Regions from separate parts of the Danio rerio genome. Here region 1 is linked to region 2. Evidence: chromatin contacts called from public Micro-C data. All regions are on one chromosome and are shown on one strand. The core of a region is the stretch at or near the end of the contact, and the rest is flanking DNA. Distances in the headings are between cores, read along the strand shown.

Region 1 (5,997 bases), core at 331-2,830, 200 kb after region 2:
CCCCCCAAAATATATATATTTTTGAATCACTATCATTGTTGTGCAGTCGCATATAGCCTTGGACAAAAAAGTACTGTAATATGTTTGTGTTATTTTCAGTTTCTCCCAGTGTGTGTTCGAGAGTATCACACATGCAGATTACTTCTGGGGCTGATTTAAACGTTGAAATAATCAGTTTTATACCACCTGTATTGTGTACAAACACCTTTTCATGGATTACACGTTATGATGGTGGTGTAAATATGATCATTTTGCTAATATTCGATTCAAATGGTCTCATCTTATTTAACAGATTGTACTCATATGCATATTAAAATTTGTATAATAAATGGGCATTAGTAAAATTTGACTAAATATTTTCCCTATTCTTTGTTGTAGTTTTACAAAAAGAAAGATCTTGAGAAGAACAATTGCCAGTAAAGTCACTAAAGTTACCCAATCTGCTTTCTGCTGTTCTTACGCTATCTGTTAAGCCTTTGGTTAAGCAACAATTGATCAGAACAGAGTTATAATAATTATTAATATGCCTATTATTAAATTGTCATATTTTCATAGCAATTTAAGTTACCTCTTCAATATGTACAATAAGAAACAAAAAGAAGGAACTGTGACTGAATACTCTGAGGAAGAATGTGCATCAATTACATCAGGTTTCCACTTTTTTCTGGTGCTTGAATGTTAAAGCGGCCCTCCTATGAACTGTCAGTCACTGATGTGGCCCTCCTCCAATTTGAGTTTGAGCCCCTTGATCTAAATGAACAATTAGTACATTTACATGAATAACAATTTAATATTCATATAAATTTAAAGTCTTATAATAACACTCTAGTAGGGTTTGTATTTATAAGTACAATATAATGCAATATAATATCAGTAGAAAGCAAATGGGTGCTTAATATTCCAATGAATGCCCTATAAATGCTTATATGGATATATAGCTTTTTTTTATTCTAGACTGTTGTTACCATAGCAACATTAAACCCATTTGAAATCAGTAAATTCATAAGTGCCTCCATTTTCCCCAATTTACTTTTGAAGATGAAGATGACACAAAGCAAAGCATCTTCAAAGATGTATCAGTTTTAACTATAAAATGAATCAGCTAGAGTCAGGATGCTCCCTTTAAAAAAAAAAAAAAAACAGCAACCTATATAGGGTGTATACAACAAGGCAGCTCACTAGGTTTTGGAACGGAGCCTTTGTAAGTGTTTTCCTCCGATCACTGAACATATTGGCTGCTGGCCTGCTGTAAAGGAGAACCTGCACTGCTGTAGCTTTTCTGGCTAAGGTTATGCCTGTGTGTATCTGAAAAGAGACTAGTTTTCTTACGCCAGCAAGTTAGTGTACCCTTAACAGAGGTGGCACAGGATTTTCTGGCACTTTCCGTCACCCTTTCTCAAGCAGAACATTGCTGCGATTGGGGTTTTCACACCTTTGCGTCGTCGCTGTATCGGTTCTCCTTGCAACAAAAAAAGAAGGAAACGGCACGTATTTTCTCTCCTCCCAAACGCTCTCTGTTGAGTGGAATAGTTAGAAGTTGGAACGGAGACGCCAGATGGAGGAGCGAGTGCTTTCTGCGTGCTTTGGCTCGGTGCCATGGAGAAGAAGCAAAGGAGGCTGCTGTTGTGTGTCTGTGCTGCGCTACACAAGACTTGACAAGATTGGCATGTGTCTGGATGCCAGCCATCGCTGAAGAATATGTGTGTGTGTGTGTGTTCATTTGTGGGACTCCACAGTCACAAATACACACAGATCGTCACCTCTTACGAGTATAGAAACCCAAACAGGATGTGCACATGCAGGAAAAACACCCATTTTTTTGTGTTCAGGTGAAAAGATACTTACATTTAAATGCTCAATGCAAGCGTTTACAAAAGCTAGCAGCTCAAAATAATTGAAAAGTAAACTAAACACGGTGGCTCAGTGGTTAGCACTGTCACCTCACAGCAAGAAGGTCACTGGTTTGAGTCTGGGTCTGTTGGCATTTCTGTGTGGAGTTTGCATGTTCTCCCCGTGTTCACGTGGGTTTCCTCTGGGTGCTCCGGTTTCCCCCACAATGCAATTACGTGCTATACGTGAATTGGGGAGGCTAAATTGGCCATAGTGTGTGAATGTGAATGTATGGATGTTTCCCAGTATTGGGTTGCAACTGGAAGGGCATCCGCTGTGTAAAACATATGCTGGATAAGTTGGCGGTTCATTCCTCTGTAGTGACCCCTTATTAATAAAGGGACTAAGGAAAATGAATAAATGAATACTAAATAGGAGTTTGCAAAAGAATGAAAGCAAAGCTGAAGCTTCAATTGTGAACTGATGCAAGCAAAATCATTTTACAAATCATTTTTAAATGAAAAATTGTATTATAAATGTATTTTTTGCTTATCATATGTGGAATGATTTGGTGCTGTTATTTAGCATTAAAAGCTAAACTGGTTTACTGAAATAAAATCTAAAAATATAAAATTTGAACACAACAAAATTGATTACATTGCCATTTTAGATTCTTTTAGAAGAAATAAAACAATAAACTGAAATTTCAGAAATATAAAATGAGATTATTTTTTTTTTACCCAAAAGTGAGATGATGTGATTTATATCCCAAACTTGATTATGGTGTTAAATGTCATCACATACTGAATGAATGTTGGTGCTGTTATAAAGCTTGAAAACAAAAATTACCTATAGCAAAATACAGTAGTCAACATTTGAAGTGGACCAACATCTTTAATCAAAGTTGTTCCCAAACTATTGAACAATTTTAATCCACTTCAAATCTTGACTACAGTAAATATACACTGCCGGTGAAAAGTTTGGAGTCGTATGTTGTTTTAATTATTACTCCAGTCATTATTGCTTTTATTACTGTTACCATTGATAATAATAATATTATTAATAATCGTAATAATAATTAATATTAGAGTGATTTCTGAAAGATCGTGTGACTGTACTGAAGACTGGAGTAATGAAGCTGAAAATTCATCTTTAAAATCACTGATAAAATACATTTGTTATGTAATGTAAATGTAATATAATGTAAACTACAAATAACAATTACATAACATTTGAACAATTATTTTATATTGCAAAAACATTTCTCAAATGTACAATTTGTACTGTATTTTTGATTAAATAAATGCAGCCTTGGTGAGCAGGAGAAGCTTATTTTAAAACATGAACAAAACTTACTGACGCCAAACTTTTGACCGGTAGTGTATCTACAGTGCATATATAAGTACATCCCTCACAAATCTCTCTTTTAAATTTATATATTTAAGAGGAAGCTATCCACTATTCTATTTGTGCATATACATTACATTAGTCACTACCAAAGCCAAATCTGGTGCTTATCTAATAAAATAACTTACAATAACGGTCTAAAAACTAGTACAGCCAAATTTATATGCTATAAAAAAATACTGAATGCAAATTTTAAAAAAAGAGAAAAAATTAAGCAAAAAAGTTTTTTTTTTTTTCAATATTTTGCTTGAAATTTATTTGTATTATCTTTCAGAGTTTTAAAAATGTTTGGGGTCTAAAATATTATTTTAATAAATATATCTGTTTAATAAATCTGTTTTGTTTAAATGCACCAAGATACATTGCCTGTATTTACTGAGAAATGGATACAAATATTCATTTTCAAAATAGGGTGCACCCAATTATGTCGAGCAATGTATACATACACACACACACACACACACATTTTCAAATTCATTTTTCCAAAAACGGCACACAAAATGTCAGCTTATTTTGTCAGCTTTTTTTTTTTTCCTGCATGATTGAGCTTGTAAACACAAACTATGCTGTGAGAATTCAAACTAAATATGTGGGATGTCTTTTTTTATTTTGAGTAAACACATTAGATGGGTTGCTTGTCACTGCTCTTTTTAAGACATAAAAACAAAACAAAACTCCACAGTTCAGGGAATCAAATGCAAAAAAGCACATTGCTATTTTTCTGTGTATGTTTATTAAGTTAAGTCTTTAAAAATGATACAAATTTGTTTAAAAACTGTCTTTTGGTTTATTTAAGTTGTAATGCACTGGAATGTACTGTGTGTTTTTGTGTTGTCATAAAATGTTCTCTTTACATGTTAAAGCATTTCTCTGTGCGGTTTGTTTGTTGAGTTCTTAATAGCAATTCTCTGTGTGCATGTGTGTATGAGTGTGTGTTCAGATACAGCTGCATTTCACCGGCGTCTCCTCGGCCTCCTCCACGTCTGATCCAAAGAGTGTGAGGAGCTGAGGGTGAACTCTGGAAAATAAACACTTCTGTCAGGACATTTAAACATTACACAGATTTATCTGATAGCCGCACACCTCCCTCCCTCTTTCTCAGAACCTCACACTCTTCTGTTTATTCTTCTGTCGCTTTTTCTGCAGCTTTGAAAAGATAAATTTAGTTTTTTTATCAAGTACTGCTCGTATATTGTTTGGAGTGTGTTAAAACAACACGGCTTGTGTTTGCACAGGTCATCCGAAGTTCATCTGCTGAATTCACACAGTGGCTGTCTTGACTACTGTTAGCCAGTGCTTTCAGGATTTCTCGATTATACGATATCAGAATTGAACGCAAATTTTAAATATTTAGAGGCAATATGCATTAGATTCGCCATAGATTTTCAGCTTTTGATATGTCGTGATGTTATCAAGCTTTAAATGTCTCCTGTGATACATAATGAAAATATGAATGGAGTAAAAAAAATCAGTTTACCACAGAGTGGTTTAATAAACATGAAAGTGAAGTTAAACATCTCACATGGCCTGCACAGTCACCCGATCTGAACATTATTGAGCCACTTTGGGGTGTTTTGAAGAAGCGAATCAGCATCACAGTGACCTGGCCACTATTCTGAAAGGCTTAACGTGCATTAAACCAATCAGAGACTCATCTCCCATTCCCTTTAAAAGTCTATTGTGTCGCACCATGGAGCATTTGCTATTTACATGGTGGACTTTGTAAGTTGAAAAACTGAATGCTTCACTAGTGAGAAAACGATTATCAGACCATCTGCAGCACGAGGATAAAGAACAAGCCTCCTCAATTCGCCCTCTTTATTTTTACTTTACTCTCACTCTTTACTCCTTTACTTTGTGCTGCTCATATAATGTTTGGTTAGTGTTAAAACAACACTGCTTGTGTTTGCACAGGTCATCTGAAGTTCATCTGCTGAATTCACACAGTGGCTCTCTTGACTACCGTTAGCCAGTGCTTTCAGGACTTCTCGATTGTATGATCACAGAATTGAACGCAAATTTCAAATATTCAGAGATGCTTGTGATTTATAATTGCAGTAGATTTGCCACAGATTTTCAGCTTTTGATGTGTCATGTGAGGTTGTCAGGCTTTAAATGTCTTGTGTTATACATAATGAAAATAACGAAGGAGAAAAAATGTTAAGTTTAATTTAGAAACTCAAACTGAGTATTAAAAAATGGTGTATTGGACAATGAAACTAAAACACTGGCAAATTTAGTGTTGGGGTTTCATGTCAAGACTGGTGACAGAGTGGTTTAATATACATGAAAGTGAAGTTGAACATCTCCCATGGCCTGCACAGTCACCCAACCTAAACATTACTGAGCCACTTTGCGGCGTTTCAGAGGAGCAAGTCAGGAAACGTTTTCCACCACCAACATCACATAGGGACCTGGTATCTATTCTGCAAGAAGTATGGAATAAAATCCCTCTGGCCACTGTGCAGGACTGTGCAGGCCTGGTTTAAAACCAGGCGCTTAATTTTCATTGTCCAACCCCTGTATGGCCTCAATTATGTTTTCACAATAGTACAGCACAGTACTTGCATGCAATGCGTAAACATTTCATTATTTACTCAGAATCTCCTAATAATCTGTGTTTAGTAAGATGAGATGTAAATGCTTAATTTGATTATAAAAACACATCTTAATCAAGGGCTCCTTTCAATTTTGGAGTGCAGTAGCCCTATGAAAACAATCTAAAATCACATGTGATAAATTTACCTTAGCATAATTTCT
Region 2 (5,341 bases), core at 1,073-3,572:
AGTCAGTAGTACTCTTCGTTCTGTCTTCATTTGGAGCCGTTTAGATGAAGCACACACTCCCCGTAGACCCTAATTAGGCCTCAGCACTTTCTTTCATTATCGAGTGTTCTGGTTTTAGGTGTGAAACTCTCCCACTCAAACCAGTATGTTCCAGAATCACAATATTTAGATCCACCGTGTGTTTCGAGACAGCTGATCAAAGAGAGTGTGAGTGTTTCTAAAATTGTTTTAGCAGAATTGATGAATATTCCTAGAAGCTGAAGCCAAATCTGCACTCAGTATGAGTTTGTAAGTTATTCTTTGAAAATTTTGTAAATCTTTTTTTTCTCTGTATGTTAATGCGATTGTATGGGTGTTTTCCAATGATGGGTTGCAGCTGGAAGGGCATCCACTGCGTAAATTGTATGCTGGATAAATTGTTGGTTTATTCTGCTGTGGCGACCCCTGATTAATAAGGGGACTAAGCCTAACGGATAATGAATGAACGAATAAATCTTTTTTTCCGATGTAGTAAAGGAATCGGGTGTTAGTATGTAGGAGTAATAAATGTCTTTAAGCTAATTTTTATATTTTATGTCTCATTTTTACTGTATTCCTTTGTACACTAAAAAAGTGTAGAAACATTTTTTAGTCAAATGGCTGATGTTTCATAAACAAAGAAACAACAAGACAAAGAATTGTATGTGATATTTTTAAACTGAAAAACTGAAATAGCATATGTTAATATTATTTATTTTAGTATTTATTTTATTAGCAACATTTTATTTTATGCAGCATAGATTTTGCTAAATGGTCAGTTTCAAAATGCAGTATATATACATTTTTATATTGTATTGAATTAAATAAAATATATTTATTCTTTATTTCTTGGAAATAATAAGAATTTTTTGACATTTTAAGCAATAGTTTGTGATGTACTGTGTATATTTTTGATTATATTATATTATATTATATTATATTATATTATATTATGGCGTGGCAGTGGCGCAGTAGGTAGTGCTGTCGCCTCACAGCAAGAAGGTCGCTGGGTCAGTGGTTCGAACCTCGACTCAGTTGGTGTTTCTGTGTGGAGTTTGCATGTTCTCCCTTCCTTCGCATGGGTTTCCTCCAGGTGCTCCGGTTTCCCCCACAGTCCAAAGACATGCGGTACAGGTGAATTGGGTAGGCGTAGTGTAAGAGTGTGTGTGTGGATGTTTCCCAGAAATTGGTTGCGGCTGGAAGGGCATCCGCTGCGTAAAAACTTGCTGGATAAGTTGGCGATTCATTCCGCTGTGGCGACCCCGGATTAATAAAGGAACTAAGCCGACAAGAAAATGAATGAATGTATGAATATTATATTATATTATATTATATTATATTATATTATATTATATTATATTATATTATATTATATTATATTATATTATATTATATTATTTTCCTTTTAAAAAATGACACAATGACTAAAACAAATAGATGCTTCTTCAAAATGCATTTAAAACACAATGAAAATATTTAATATTAACTTAAATACAAGTTTCTACATAAATATTAAATGTATTAAAAGTAGCTCATGGTAAAAATTCAAAATGTAAAAAAAGACTAAAACATTTATTTATTTCTAAACCTTAACTTAAAACGCCACATAAATTATTGTGTATATTATTTTATGTATTTTTTTTTCTTTCTTTCTTTCTTTCTTTCTTTTTTTTTTTTTTTTTTTTACTTTTTTTAGGGGTTTTCACCTTTTATTGAGATAGGATTGTGGAGGATAGACAGGACAACGACATGCGCTATAGGTGAATTGAGTAAACTAAATTGACCGTAGTGTATGTGTAAAAATGAGTGTGTATGTTTCCCAGTACTGGGTTGCAGCTGGAAGGGCATCCGCTGTGTAAATAAGTAGGCAATTCATTCCACTGTGGCGTCCTAGATTAATAAAGAGACTAAGCTGATAAGAAAATGAATAAATGAATGATGTCTTGGTTAAAGACAAATAAATATATTAAGACACTCTAATTTAATCTTAAATAACTCAAAAATTGATTTCTCTATGAATTTTTAAATGGATTACATTGAGTTGATATGTCTTGTGCACTGTATTTAAGCTATCCCTTTGATTGAGCAACAAACTGAAAATGTATTAATTTTCCTGGGTTCATTTTTACGGTGCATCCTAATAAATCTGTATGGATGAATTCTTTATATCCTTTAAGGAACTGCAGTTAGTAATTGGCATCAGAGTTTGGAATTCTGCTTTTGTTCTGGGCTGATGGCTTGATCTGTGAGTGTGAATCTGTCTCCGCCAACAGATGGCACTGAATCCACACGCGAGAGGCTTCTGGCCCTCAAAGCCAAGCGCCTTTGTCTTCATGATGATGCAGGAGAGCTCGCTAAGTAGCTCCTAAGGGAGGTGATTGTAATGGCAGTTTTAGCAGTCACACACACACACACACACACACACACACACACACACACACACACACACACACACACACACACACACACACACACACACACACACACAGCAATAGATGCTTCCACACACAGACCGCAGCTGCTGCTGGGATTACTGCACTGTTAACCTGTCAACTTTAAGAAGTGCCGGCGATCCCCCTTCTCTAGATGCCAGGAAGTCAAACATAAAAAAATCAGCTGTGCAACTATTAGAAATGAACCTTCTCTTTCTTGGTAGAAATGTTTATGGTTGAAGGTCTTGATTGGATGTATTTTCATCAAAGAAAAAGGAGGATTTTACAAATGTTTCAAGAAATGTTTCCAGCTAATATTTCACTTCTATTACACTAATTTAATAATTTAGTTTTTACAAAAAATGCATATAATATGCAGACTTTTTTATTTAATTTAATTTATTTTAATTGTATTTTCTTGTATTTTTATTTTATTTTATCATATTTGTTTTTATTTTATTTATTTTATTTTATATTATTTTTTTTATTATTGCAATTTATCATTTCTTTTTTATTTCATTTCATTTTTTAAATTTATTTTAGTTTATTTATTTTTATTTCATATATTCATTCATTCATTTTCTTGTCGGCTTAGTCCCTTTATCAATTTGGGGCCACCACAGCGGAATTAACCACCAACTTATCCAGCACATTTTTACGCAGCGGATAAATGTGTAAAACCCTTACAGCCGCAACCCATCTCTGGGAAACATCCACACACACATTCACACCCACACTCATAAACTATGGACAATTTAGCCTACCCAATTCACCTGTACCACATGTCTTTGGACTGTGTGGAGGAAAGTGGAGCACCCGGAGGAAACCCACACGAACGCAGGGAGAACATGCAAACTCCACACAGAAACGCCAACTGAGCCAAGGCTCGAACCAGCAACCCAGCGACCTTCTTGCTGTGAGGCGACAACACTACCTACTGCACCACTGCGTTGCCTTATTTAATTTAGTTTTATTTTTTTTTTCATTGATTAATTAATTTAAATTTTTACATTTTTAAATTTAATTATATTTTATTTTATTTATTTGTATTTGATTTTTTAATTAGTTTTATTTTGTGCTATGATCATGTAAAAATAAAAAAAATAATATAAATATTATTTTTTTCTGGTTGTTCAAACTAATTTAAAATAAGCTGAATCAACAAAATGTTAAGTTTTTTTTGGCACAACGTAATTGTTTTATGTTCACCTAAATTTGTCAAAACATGCAAGTTAAATGAATCAGTTTGTGTCAGGACAACATGAAGAAATTATCCTGAACCCAGCATTTTTACAGTGTATTTCATGAAATTAAAAGAATTTCTGTATTGAATTTAATTTAAAATAAGCATGCACGTATAGTTAGATATTTAAATATATAATAAAATAAACTAGTGTAATCAAGAATGGCTACAGTTCACATTTTGTTCACATTTAAATCGCTTTTAAATGTATGCAATGGAAAACAATTAATTGAATGAATTAAACAACCTTAATTTATTTATTTATCTACTTATTTATTTGAGGTTATTATTTTGTTTAAAATCAAATACAGTTATTACAAATGGTCATTTTCGCTTATTTCAACCAGAATATTATTTCAAAAATAAATGTAATTTAATTCAAATAAATTAAATCAAAATATTTGGACAAGCTGTAAGCAAGTGAATCTTACTAATTCTATCTGGCATTAATTAAAAATAATTACATTACATTAAAATGACATGAGTAAGTAATTAAATTAAACAGTTTTAAATAAACAAGCCTTTTTTTAAAATAACTTTTTACTCTAACTTTGTTTTAGACAGTATTAATAAGCTTCTATGAATTGTTCACAATGTATATTTTAAATGGATTAAATATTATATAATTATTGAAAGGGTGTTTATATCTACAGTTGAAGTCAGAATTACTAGCGCCCCTGAGTTATTAGCCTCCCCGTTTATTTTTTCCCCCCAATTTCTGTTTAACAGAGAGAAGATTTTTTCAGCACATTTCTAAACAACATAGTTTTAATAACTCATCTCTAATAACTGATTTATTTTATCTTTGCCATGATGACAGTAAATAATATTTGACTAGATATTTTTCAAGACATTTCTATACAGCTTAAAGTGACATTTAAAGGCTTAACTAGGTTAATTAGGTTAACTAGTCAGGTTAGGGTAATTAGGCAAGTTATTGTATAACAATGGTTTATTCATTAGACTATCCAAAAATACATAGCTTAAAGGGCCAAAAAAAAAATTTTAAAAACTGCATTTATTCAAGCTAAAATAAACCAAATAAGACTTTTTCCAGAGGAAAAAATATGATCAGACATACTGTGAAAATGTCTTGCTCTGTTAAACATCATTTGTAAAATTTTTATTTATTTATTAATAACCTTTAAAAATATTATCAAAATGCAGAACAATAAAATCATTATGTCATGTTGTCCCAACACAAATCAATTAGTTGAATATAAAGCAATTAAGTTGTCTCCAAAAAACTTAAGAATTGTATTGTTTCAACTCCTTTTAAATAGGTAGTTTCAACATGCAGCAAAAGCCATTTTTTGAGTGAATGATTATAGATGAACATGAAAACACTCACTCACTCTCTATTGAAATGAACCGCCAATTACCCTGACATATGTTTAACACAGCGGATGCCCTTCCGGTCGCAACCTACAACACTCTCCCACACACTCTCCCATTCACACACTGCGGCCAATTTAGTTTATCCAATACCGCATGTGTTTGGACTGTCAGGGAAACCAGAGCACCTGAAGTAAACCCACACACACATAAAGAGAACATGCAAACTCTACACAGAAAGATCTCGAAATACCCGAACCAACAACCTTTTTTGATGTGAAGCAATATTGCTAACCACTTATCCATGATGCCG

What was found. A called contact is a pair of places that touch in the nucleus more often than the background predicts.
Region 1: a contact with region 2 is called in a Micro-C map of caudal fin, with 5 times the contacts expected there. The contact joins two enhancer-like sites. A contact is called at or near these places in 3 of 18 Hi-C or Micro-C datasets (caudal fin and embryo).

Annotation. Positions count from the first base shown.
Region 1 is chr9:45,830,606-45,836,602 of GRCz12tu, forward strand. It overlaps cerkl (CERK like autophagy regulator), which reads right to left. Exons shown (of 13, transcript NM_001089474.1): 13 at 3,954-4,255. The coding sequence ends at 4,174. Among named protein-coding and RNA genes, the nearest start is that of itga4, 110 kb to the left of the region's middle. Within about 2 kb of position 1,581, at least 4 of the 62 cell types and tissues checked have an H3K27ac peak or open chromatin away from gene starts, as enhancers often do.
Region 2 is chr9:45,630,844-45,636,184 of GRCz12tu, forward strand. No RefSeq gene overlaps it. Among named protein-coding and RNA genes, the nearest start is that of itga4, 89 kb to the right of the region's middle. Within about 2 kb of position 2,323, at least 7 of the 62 cell types and tissues checked have an H3K27ac peak or open chromatin away from gene starts, as enhancers often do.